Regions from separate parts of the Mus musculus genome. Here region 2 is linked to region 1. A link is a contact called in public Hi-C data. All regions are on one chromosome and are shown on one strand. The core of a region is the stretch at or near the end of the contact, and the rest is flanking DNA. Distances in the headings are between cores, read along the strand shown. Region 1 overlaps Rad51b (RAD51 paralog B). Region 2 overlaps Gm36660 (a long non-coding RNA gene).

Region 1 (4,864 bases), core at 710-3,209:
AATATTTTGTTCAAGTCACAGAGCTAGTGAATGACCAGACACTCAGAGTAAATTTTTACACACAATATTTGTGTTACTGTCAGTGGATTCCCACTAATCACACTCTGGTCTCCAGAACTTCAGAGAACAAGCTCTACACGATGCTATTTATTCATTTCCCACATTCTAGCACCATTCCACCTTTCCAGTGTCCTTGTCAGGAGTCGGAGTATAGTCTACATCTACTTTTAGAAACTATTCTCTTGTGCTGAGAATGTACTAAAATACCTAGGCCCTACCCTGAAGGTTCTAATTCAGTGTGTCAGAATCAAGAAGTCGTTTTGTCTCTTTGTTTCTTTCGGGTTTTGCAATACTGAGATCAAACATTGACCTAGTGCACGCTAGGCAAGAGCTCTATCACTGAGCTACATCACCAGCCCTACAATATGAAATCTTTGTTTTTAACAAGTGGCCTCCAATGAACCTGGCGGAACCAGTCTGAGGCCTTGCATTTAGATCCATGGAGATTGGGGTGTGTGGGGTGGGCGGTGGCTTGGGCTATTCAGTCAGAATATTACTCACAAAAGAATTCCTCTACTTTTGGGTAAAGCTTCTCCTGATTTTTCAATTTGAAGTGTTTAAACTTAGAGAACTGTGAAAATACAAAGGTGTCACAAAATTAAAACATTTGAAGGACTCTTATTATGACTTTTGAAAGAAAGTATACAATTGGTAAATGCAAAACTTTAAATTGTTTTGTAATAATCTCAGAAGAGTACGGAAGGAATGAAGTCTTCCTGTTCTGTATACAAGTCCTTTTCTGGCCCTCTAAACACCTGACTCTCTACAGTGGTTTTCCAAAATCACTCCAGGGATTCCAACTCTCGGAGGTGAGGGAGCCCAAGAAGCCAGCCCCATCTTCTCCTTGCTTAGTTAAAACAAAGGTTCCATGACTCTCCTCCCCTCTCCAGCCCCCTTGACTCCTGTTTGTGTGTTTCGTGTGAGTTGTTTACGACCACACAAATCCTTTCCTAATGCAAGGATACCTACAGCCTGCCAGCCCTCAGTGCCTGTGACAGTGTCTCTCTTACGTTTTCAACTCCCAGAATCTTTGTAGTTTCTAGGCACCAGTGTACTAAGGGACTCTCTAAGTAGTGTACAACATCCGGCTTTTTCTAATAATGCTTGAAGATGGAAAAGGAGATTGTGGAAGAGGTGTGGTGTGTGGACCTGGGGCTGGGGCTCATTGGTAATGTGCTCTTGACATGTATAATGCAATGGTTTCAATCCCATGAATAAGTAGCCTATAACGGGATGGATATGTTAACATGCCTCTGTAATGTACATAGATAGATGAGTCACATTTGTGAGCTGTATCAGTGAAGAACTTATTCTACTACTATTACACAAACATCCTTTCGATATCTCATGGTAGTTTCCTTGAGAATCAGCCCTGGAGGCAAACGATTCCCTGTACTACTTCACATCTCATTTACATTTTAAGTCTATTACTCAGATTCTAAATGACAGACTATTCGAAAATCAAAAATAATCCACAAACCACAGAAAATACTTAAAAGGCTATATGAAGGGCTAGACCTGCCCATCAAAAAAAAGCAAACATACATAAAGTGAGTATATAATATCCCATGGTTGTTTTGAAGGGAAATAACACCCACTCATATATATTACGGCTGACCTTCAAAAGGATACTCAGGTGCCATATTTTTGCATCACTGTTGCTTCTAAACAGAATGTTCTTTGTCCCAGTCTTCACATTCTGGAGAGAGCAGTTTCCTCAAGAGGACAAGGCTCTGTAACTTTACTGGTGTACTCTGACTACTTCACATAAACCGTCACTTCAAGTTCAGCATGTCTGCCCCAAATTGCCCAATCCTTCCACTATTTCTAATACTACAAAGCAGCTTCCCAGAAACCCCATGTTAAGATCAAGCAAAACAATTTGGTGTCATCAGCAGATTTCACCATTTCCTCTTGGACTCATTAACACGCCAAACAAGCATGATCCTGGTGTCACCTCTCGGAGTTACTACCATGAACTTTTCTCTTCAAACTAAGCCAGCCACTACTTAGTGATTCCCATCATAGAACCAGAATGTGTTTATTTACTAACGGTTCATTTTTGATGGCTATTTTCTCACTGAAAGTTGCAAAATACATTATAAGAGTAAAGGAGGGCTGTCCCCAAGGAGAGGCACAAAAGGCAGCCAAAAGAAACAGCTCCCAGATGAGCAGTTCACCCAATCACTCAAACCTCCTCGGACTCTGCTGGGTCCCAAACTACAACACAACTGTGACCCTTCCTCTCCAATTATTCATTTCTTTAAAGTTGTATGAGAGACCACTATTAAACACACTTGAAAATTCTGTATGAATTATAACCAGTAGGTCCAATTACTTTATTAGATTTTTCTTCTCTTTAATACATTGAAAGAAGGGAAAAGCAAACAGCCCTTATATAGAAAGTAAAGATCCAAACAGCTTTCCACCCAAATGATGGACAACACATTGCCCTCTTTCATTCAAGGGCCAGTCCATTTGAAGCTTTACTCTGCCTTCCCAGCTTGCATCTGCATTACAGAATTCATGCAGATACTAAAGGAAACCAGGCTGAGGGACAAAGAAGCAACCCTATCCACTGTCCGTATGCAATCTCACTCAGAGCAGCAACATTCTATACGCTCTTCTCACCTGCCCTATTCTAGCAGACCCCTACCCAAAACCTGGCACTGGAGCAACCACATCACATTTACCCTGTTTTAAATGACAACCTCCTGTGTGAGATCATAAAAAGGATAAAGTCAGCAGACACGACGGACACCACCATCACCTCCATCGCCCTCAACCCTCACACACAGCCTGAGATGGTCTCGGGGTCACTGTAGTTCTGGATGCATGAACTGAGGGAGGAGCAGAAGATCAATGAGAGACCCTAAAAAGTCTCATAAGGTGCAGTGGATTAGCAGGCAGGGCAGCCGTGAGCAGAACTCAGTTTGCCTATCTTGCCCCATACAAAATCAAGTCAAAACACTCCCCTTAAAGAACCAAATTTGCCAAAGACGTTTAGACTTCATGTCTAGCAGCACACGGACTGCATGGGAGGGTGTCGGGTAATTTATAGTCCACCAATCTACTCAGGCCACCAGTGAACCACACAGCTGAAAAAGTTCACCACGTCCAAAGTCAAACTCTGCGGGGATCAGAAGGGTACTCCTGAGGGGCTGCACTCGGACCTCATTATAACTCCGTGTTATTTTAATACTATTCCTTGGATTTTGCCCCACACACAATTCCCAAGTCACAGAAAGACCATGAACAGTGTCCAGATGTATAAAATGCAAAAATACTTTCCTCCTACATGTGGACTCCAAGATAAACACCACAAGAAGCACGTGTGACTCAACTTGGAGCTCGTTCCAAATTAAATACTGCATCATGTGCACAGTGTATGGCTTAAAAAACAAAACCCCACGAATATCCTCCACGGTTCACAAGCCAGGCTTGGGCAAGCACATGACCACACTGGAAGATGGAAACATGAATTGGAGAGCCGGGGTAAAGGGTGAGAACAGCCTCAGTCGGGACCTTTCCCAGAAAACTGTTGCTATTTTCAGGGAACATTGGTATAACATGGGACACAGATGAAAGGGGAAATCATAGTTTTCTGTTTGGTTGGGGGTTTATCCCACATACACACACTGATGACCCTGAATTCTAAAACGGCAAAGAGTTTAAAAGCCCTAAGTAAGCAAGCACAAACATCATTAAATACAGATATGCATGCACTGACTGAGGTAATGAATACTTAAATGTCGGGGGCCAGACCAGCTAGAACGCTTTTGACCTGGACAATGGGTCTGAGTGGAGTAATGGAAACCTGGGGCAGACACGGGACACAGACCGTGGGAAAGGTCTCTACCTCACTGGTGTTGTGTTTCCCAGATGACAACTCTCTCTTTCTTAATCTATCTCTTTCCACTCCTCACACTTACGGTTTTATTAACATGTTTCCTTCATTTGACTGTAACTTGGCTTCAAGAAAGTTACAGTAAAAAAGTGAATGGCTGAATAAAGTGGGAATGTAAGAGATGATAGTTTGGCTAAGCCAGCATCTCCAGTGCTTTCTCCTGCAACTTAACATAAGCAAAAGTTCTAAAACGATTCAAGTTGGAATATATTTAACCAGCAAAACACCATGACTTTAAAAAATAAAAATAAAACATTTGATAAATGCAAAAGAATACACACACACACACACACACACACACACACACACTGTGTAGGTTACAAGGCATGGCTATGAAATGCGTGCCTATGAACCTGCCAACTACTCTTTTAATTAGCACTTTTTCTGTCTAGAAAGCTATTAATGTAACTCAGTGGCATGCCAGGACCCTAGAGATAATTCCCAGCAATAAGAAAGGAAGATGGGGGGTGGGTGGAATATCTCTAATCTGATAATTTGCTGTGGACTAAAATTTTACATCTCTCCCAAAATTCTCTGTTGAAACCCTAATCTACAGAGTGATGGTATCTGTCTATGAAGCTTTGACAGTGCCTGGCTAGATTAGGTCTTGAAGGTGTAAATAACCATGCTGGAGACAGACACACCAAAGCACAATCACCAAGAAGTGACCTTCACCAAGCAAACAACACTGTCAGACGCTGGTCTCACACATTCAGTGACTAGAACATGCTGACGTGAATGTTGCTGCTTTCTACACAGCTGCTGCACTCCAGTAGCCCCAGAAGACGAGACACAACGGGGGCAGTAGAAGCCATCTTCCCACCAGGCAGCTGCCCGGTTGTCATCAGTATTCTGAATTTATGCCTTTTTATTAAAAAATTTCACTTTTGCCATTTA
Region 2 (4,864 bases), core at 1,582-4,081, 690 kb before region 1:
GCAAAAACAAAAAAACTTCAAAAATACCATGGAGTTCATTTACACAGTCTTTTTTTAAAAAGCCACGTGACATGTTTTCCTCAGAAAGTAGACTCCAGTAAAGGCAGGGAATGGGAAATGATTTAGCCAAGGCAAGGGGTTATGAAATACACTGTGTCAACCCCAGATTAATTTGTTGAATTGCAGTGCCCCTCCCCTGCCATGACTGTATTTGGAGACAGGACCTTTAAGGAGCTGATTACTTAAAAATGAGCCCCTTACCCTGCTGACTAGTGTGTCCTCTCACACTAGTGTATGTACATCAAGTCAAGATCAGGTGAGGGCACAAGCCAAGCCAAGAGTCCTCAGATCAAACCAGCACTGCAAATAGCTTGCTCCTGGGCCTCCAGGACGGTGAGGCAGATGAGTCTGCTGTTTAAGCCACCTGGTCTTTGCGTCTTGGTTACCAAAGCCCTAAAAAGTAAGATGGCACGTATCGGCAGAGAAGTGATGAGGCTCCCAAGGGTAAGAACAAGTCTTTGGTCCGGGGTTCCTTCAGTGCAGTCTCCTCGTAGGTCTTATGTGAATGAAGTGTGAGTATTTTTTTCCCACAGACCTCCATCTCCTGGGGACTGTGCGGCGGGTTGACAGTAAGGACAAATGGTACTCATAAACTCAATCCCACCACTCTCCTCCAGGAGTCAGGTAGGGAAGCCAGGAGTAGTTAGCCTGCAAACAGGTTGCCCTGTGGTTATCAGGGCCCAGTTGAAGGGAGTCACCAAACCCTGGAGTTTACATTCACCTGGAAGTGCCTCTCAACTGTCAAAAATTCCTTTGCCTGTGCCAAGGGCCTGAGTCAATATGCACTTCCCCCATGGGCCCTTCTTAAGGATTGCTACTCAAACAAGGCCTATTGTAGGTCTCTGAAAGCCCAAGTTCCTTCAGATATCAGACCAGAGATTATTGTCCCTATATCAAAGGACTAATAAAGGTCAACAGAGCTCAGAAAATGAATGCAGGGGTTGAATGTGGGTCAATCCTTTGGACCAGGGGGAACATGTCATCGATAAGGCTCACAGGAGGAAAATGTCCCTAATAGGGAATGTAGAACAAAATCCAAAAATCTATTTCATATACTGTTGAGTTTCAGCAGTGCTGAAGCAAAGAGCACTCCATGCTCTCGGCATAATTTGCATCATCCGGGGTCTTGCTTGTCTGCACTCCTCACTGCCCAAGAATCTGAGCTTTACTAGTGAAGAATGGCCCTTGTGTGACTGTATGTTTATGTATATTTGTGGGAAGAGCTTGTGGCAGAGACTTTGTGTGTATGTATGTGATGCAGGGTGGATGCTGGAGGAGGAAAAGGTGGGCTAGAAGAGCCAGGGCTGGAGGAGGTACAGGAGGGGGCATCGCAGCTCCAAGGACTCTCTTTGGAAAGTTGTAAGAACCTACTGCAACCTGTGTTCTTTCTCATCCAGCAGTTGCCACCCAGGGCCTCCCACTTCTTTTCTTTCCCTCCTTCTCCTCCTCCTTCTTTTGTTTGTTTTGTTTTTTGTTTTTCCAGACAGGGTTTCTCTGTAGTCTTGGCTGTCTTGGAGCTTGCTCTATAGCCTAGGCTGACCTTGAACTCAAAAAGATTTGCTTGTCTCTGCCTCTCAAGTGCTGGGATTGGAGGTGTGTGCTACCACTACCTAACCCCATTTCTTCCTCTCCAGCTGTCTCTTTTTCCCTTTTTCCCCCTCCTTTCCTTTTTCTCCCACTCCTCCTTTCCTCTCCTTAACACCCCCTCCCGTGATATGTGTCCCAGTGCTGTGTACATGGAAGTCAGAGATTGGTACTGGGTGTCTTCTGTCTCTCTCCACCTTACTTTTTTTTTTTTTTTTGACACAGGCTCTCTCATCGAAACTGTAGCTAACAGTTTTAGCTAGAGTGGCTCACCAGCAAGTTCTGGGGATCATCTCTTCCCCTGACCCAGTGCTGGGGCTGCGGGTGTGTGCTACAGTTCCTTTTTACATGAGTGTGGGGATCTGAACTCAGGTCCCCATGTTTATACAATGAACGTTATTCCCAGTGAGTTATTTCCCCAGCCAGCCCATAAGAGTTTGGTTTAATGTATTGTTCCAGAAGTTTTTTTTCTGGTGCTATCTTCCTGTTAGTTTGGCTAAGACATCTACAGGAGATGGCCAGCTTATCCATGGCCTTGGTGATCGTTTATAGGGGTTAACTTCAGTTTGCTCATTCACACAATATGAGTTTGATTTCATAGGGCTGTTGAGTTGAATAAATAAAATAAAGAGTATGTGGTACCCTTTTTACATGGTGAGAATTCAAAAATGTTAGTTTTTACTTAAATCTCAGCTAGGCAGTGTTTCACTCAGGAAGTCATTCAACAAATTTGTTGCCAATTAAGTGGTGGTAAAAGGTGCCCCCCCCTTTAGTTGAGCAACATTGTGGCCTAGATGTTCCCACCCTTATGAAATTACAGTCCAGTAGATAAGAAGCAAAGTGGAGTCAGGTGCTAGGGAAGGTTGTGACAGCATATTTTCTTAGCCTTGTTTTCTGATGTCGCCTCAATTGGCTGTGTAGCCAGATAGGAATATACGCTCAAGGGGAATTCTTTTAGCAAAACCTTGGGAACAGGACCATAGTGACTCACAGCAGGCTAAGCTCTAACAGCAGCAAATAAAGGGCTGGGAAATGGCTAAGAGACTCAAGCAGCTGTCACAACAGCCACCGTCATCTTCTGCTTATGTAGGACTCTTCTCTTGCAAGCTAAGTGCTTTGTAGATAGACATTACTCAGTGAATTCTCACAGCTTCCTTCTGGGGCAGGGAGGAGGCAGAGATTATTAGAAATGAGGAAACAGGCTTGGCAGGAGTATAACCGCCGTGTCTGAAGTCATACAGCTAGCACATGCTCTGGTCCCTGGATTGGCTTGCCCAACTTGTAGCGCATTGGCTTACTTGGTGTCCATAGGACAGTGAGGTTGGGGAGTTGTGTAACTGGGAAGCACATGTATAGGTGATGGATAGGAAAACCTCACAACTATGCTTCCCAAACACTATTTCTGGTTCTTCACTCTGTTTTGCATGGGTAGCCTTAAACATCATGTGTAGAGACACTACTGCTTGGTCCCTTCCTTATTCGTCCTTGGGATGTTCCAGTGATGGGAACTTGGAGGGAAAGTGGTGTTACGGTTTTTGTTTTTTTTTCTGTGACTTTGGTTATCTGGACTAGCCAATTGTGACCCACATACATTACATAGAAAAATTCCTGAAAGAGCAAGTTTAAGATTGTAGGCTGTAAGGAGTGGCATGGTGAAGAAATCTTGCTCCAAATGAAGCACACGATCCTCCCTCTGATATGTCTTCAGAGGGTCAGTTGTAGCCTAATGCTACGTCACCACGTGGACATCAACTCAGTCCATTATCTCCCATCATTACCAGAAGCACTAGAACACTGTAGCAAGACAGTTGAGGGAAAAAAAAGATCATCTCCACATATCTTTTATTATAGCATCTTGTTATAATGGCTCTGTTTTATTATTTGTTATTGCTGTCAATCTCTTGCTACATCTAAGTCACGCATTAAACCCTATCATAGGTATGTATGTAAGAGGAGCCTAGGTAGAATTCAGTGCTACCTATGATGTCAGGAGTTCACCGAGGGCCTTGAAAAGTCCCTCCTGCACAACTGGCGGTTATCATGTAGAAGAATGCGAATTGATCCATTCCTATCTCCTTGTACTAAGGTCAAATCTAAGTGGATTAAGGAACTCCACATAAAACTAAGACACTGAAACTTATAGAGGAGAAAGTAGGGAAAAACCTAGAAGATATGGGTACAGGAGAAAAATTCCTGAATAGAACAGCAATGGCTTGTGCTGTAAGATCGAGAATCGACAAATGGGACCTCATAAAATTGCAAAGCTTCTGCAAGGCAAAAGACACTGTCAATAAGACAAAAAGGCCACCAACAGATTGGGAAAGGATCTTTACCTATCCTAAATCAGATAGGGGACTAATATCCAATATATATAAAGAACTCAAGAAGGTGGACTCCAGAAAATCAAATAACCCCATTAAAAATGGGGCTCAGAGCTAAACAAAGAATTCTCACCTGAGGAATACCGAATGGCTGAGAAGCACCTGAAAAAATGTTCAACATCCTTAATCATTGGGGATCAAAACAACCCTGAGATTCCACCTCACTCCAGTCAGAATGGCTAAGATCAAAAATTCAGGTGACAGCAGTTGCTGGCGAGGATGTGGAGAAAGAGGAACACTCCTCCATTGTTGGTGGGATTGCAAGCTTGTACAACCACTCTGGAAATCAGTCTGGCGGTTCCTCAGAAAATTGGACATAGTACTACCGGAGGATCCAGCAATACCTCTCCTGGGCATATATCCAGAAGATGTTCCAACCGGTAAGAAGGACACATGCTCCACTATGTTCATAGCAGCCTTATTTATAATAGCCAGAAGCTGGAAAGAACCCAGATGCCCCTCAACAGAGGAACAGAAAATATGGTACATTTACACAATGGAGTACTACTCAGCTATTAAAAAGAATGAATTTATGAAATTCCTAGGCAAATGGATGGACCTGGAGGGCATCATCCTGAGTGAGGTAACTCAATCACAAAAGAACTCACACAATATGTACTCACTGATAAGTGGATATTAGCCCAGAAACTTAGAATACCCAAGATATAAGATACAATTTGCTAAACACATGAAACTCAAGAAGAACGAAGACCAAAAAGTGTGGACACTTTGCCCCCTCTTAGAATTGGGAACAAAACACCCATGGAAGGAATTACAGAGACACAGTTTGGAGCTGAGATGAAAGAATGGACCATCTAGAGACTGCCATATCCTGGGAT

What was found. Hi-C and Micro-C count contacts between places; a contact is called where the count stands out from the background.
Region 2: a contact with region 1 is called in a Hi-C map of bone marrow-derived macrophages, with 12 read pairs. The contact joins two enhancer-like sites. A contact is called at or near these places in 1 of 15 datasets of contacts at CTCF or cohesin (large pre-B cells), 3 of 484 Hi-C or Micro-C datasets (LSK cells, bone marrow-derived macrophages and muscle stem cells), 2 of 115 datasets of contacts at active chromatin or transcription factors (embryonic stem cells and pancreatic cancer cells) and 1 of 9 other capture datasets (bone marrow-derived macrophages).

What each region holds. Positions count from the first base shown.
Region 1 is chr12:79,353,401-79,358,264 of GRCm38.p6, reverse strand. The region is part of intron 7 of Rad51b (RAD51 paralog B); the gene reads right to left. Among named protein-coding and RNA genes, the nearest start is that of Rad51b, 59 kb to the right of the region's middle. Within about 2 kb of position 1,959, at least 34 of the 459 cell types and tissues checked have an H3K27ac peak or open chromatin away from gene starts, as enhancers often do. A contact at or near this core is called in bone marrow-derived macrophages, where this site is marked.
Region 2 is chr12:80,044,733-80,049,596 of GRCm38.p6, reverse strand. The region is part of intron 3 of Gm36660 (a long non-coding RNA gene); the gene reads left to right. Among named protein-coding and RNA genes, the nearest start is that of Gm36834, 28 kb to the right of the region's middle. Within about 2 kb of position 2,831, at least 54 of the 459 cell types and tissues checked have an H3K27ac peak or open chromatin away from gene starts, as enhancers often do. A contact at or near this core is called in bone marrow-derived macrophages, where this site is marked.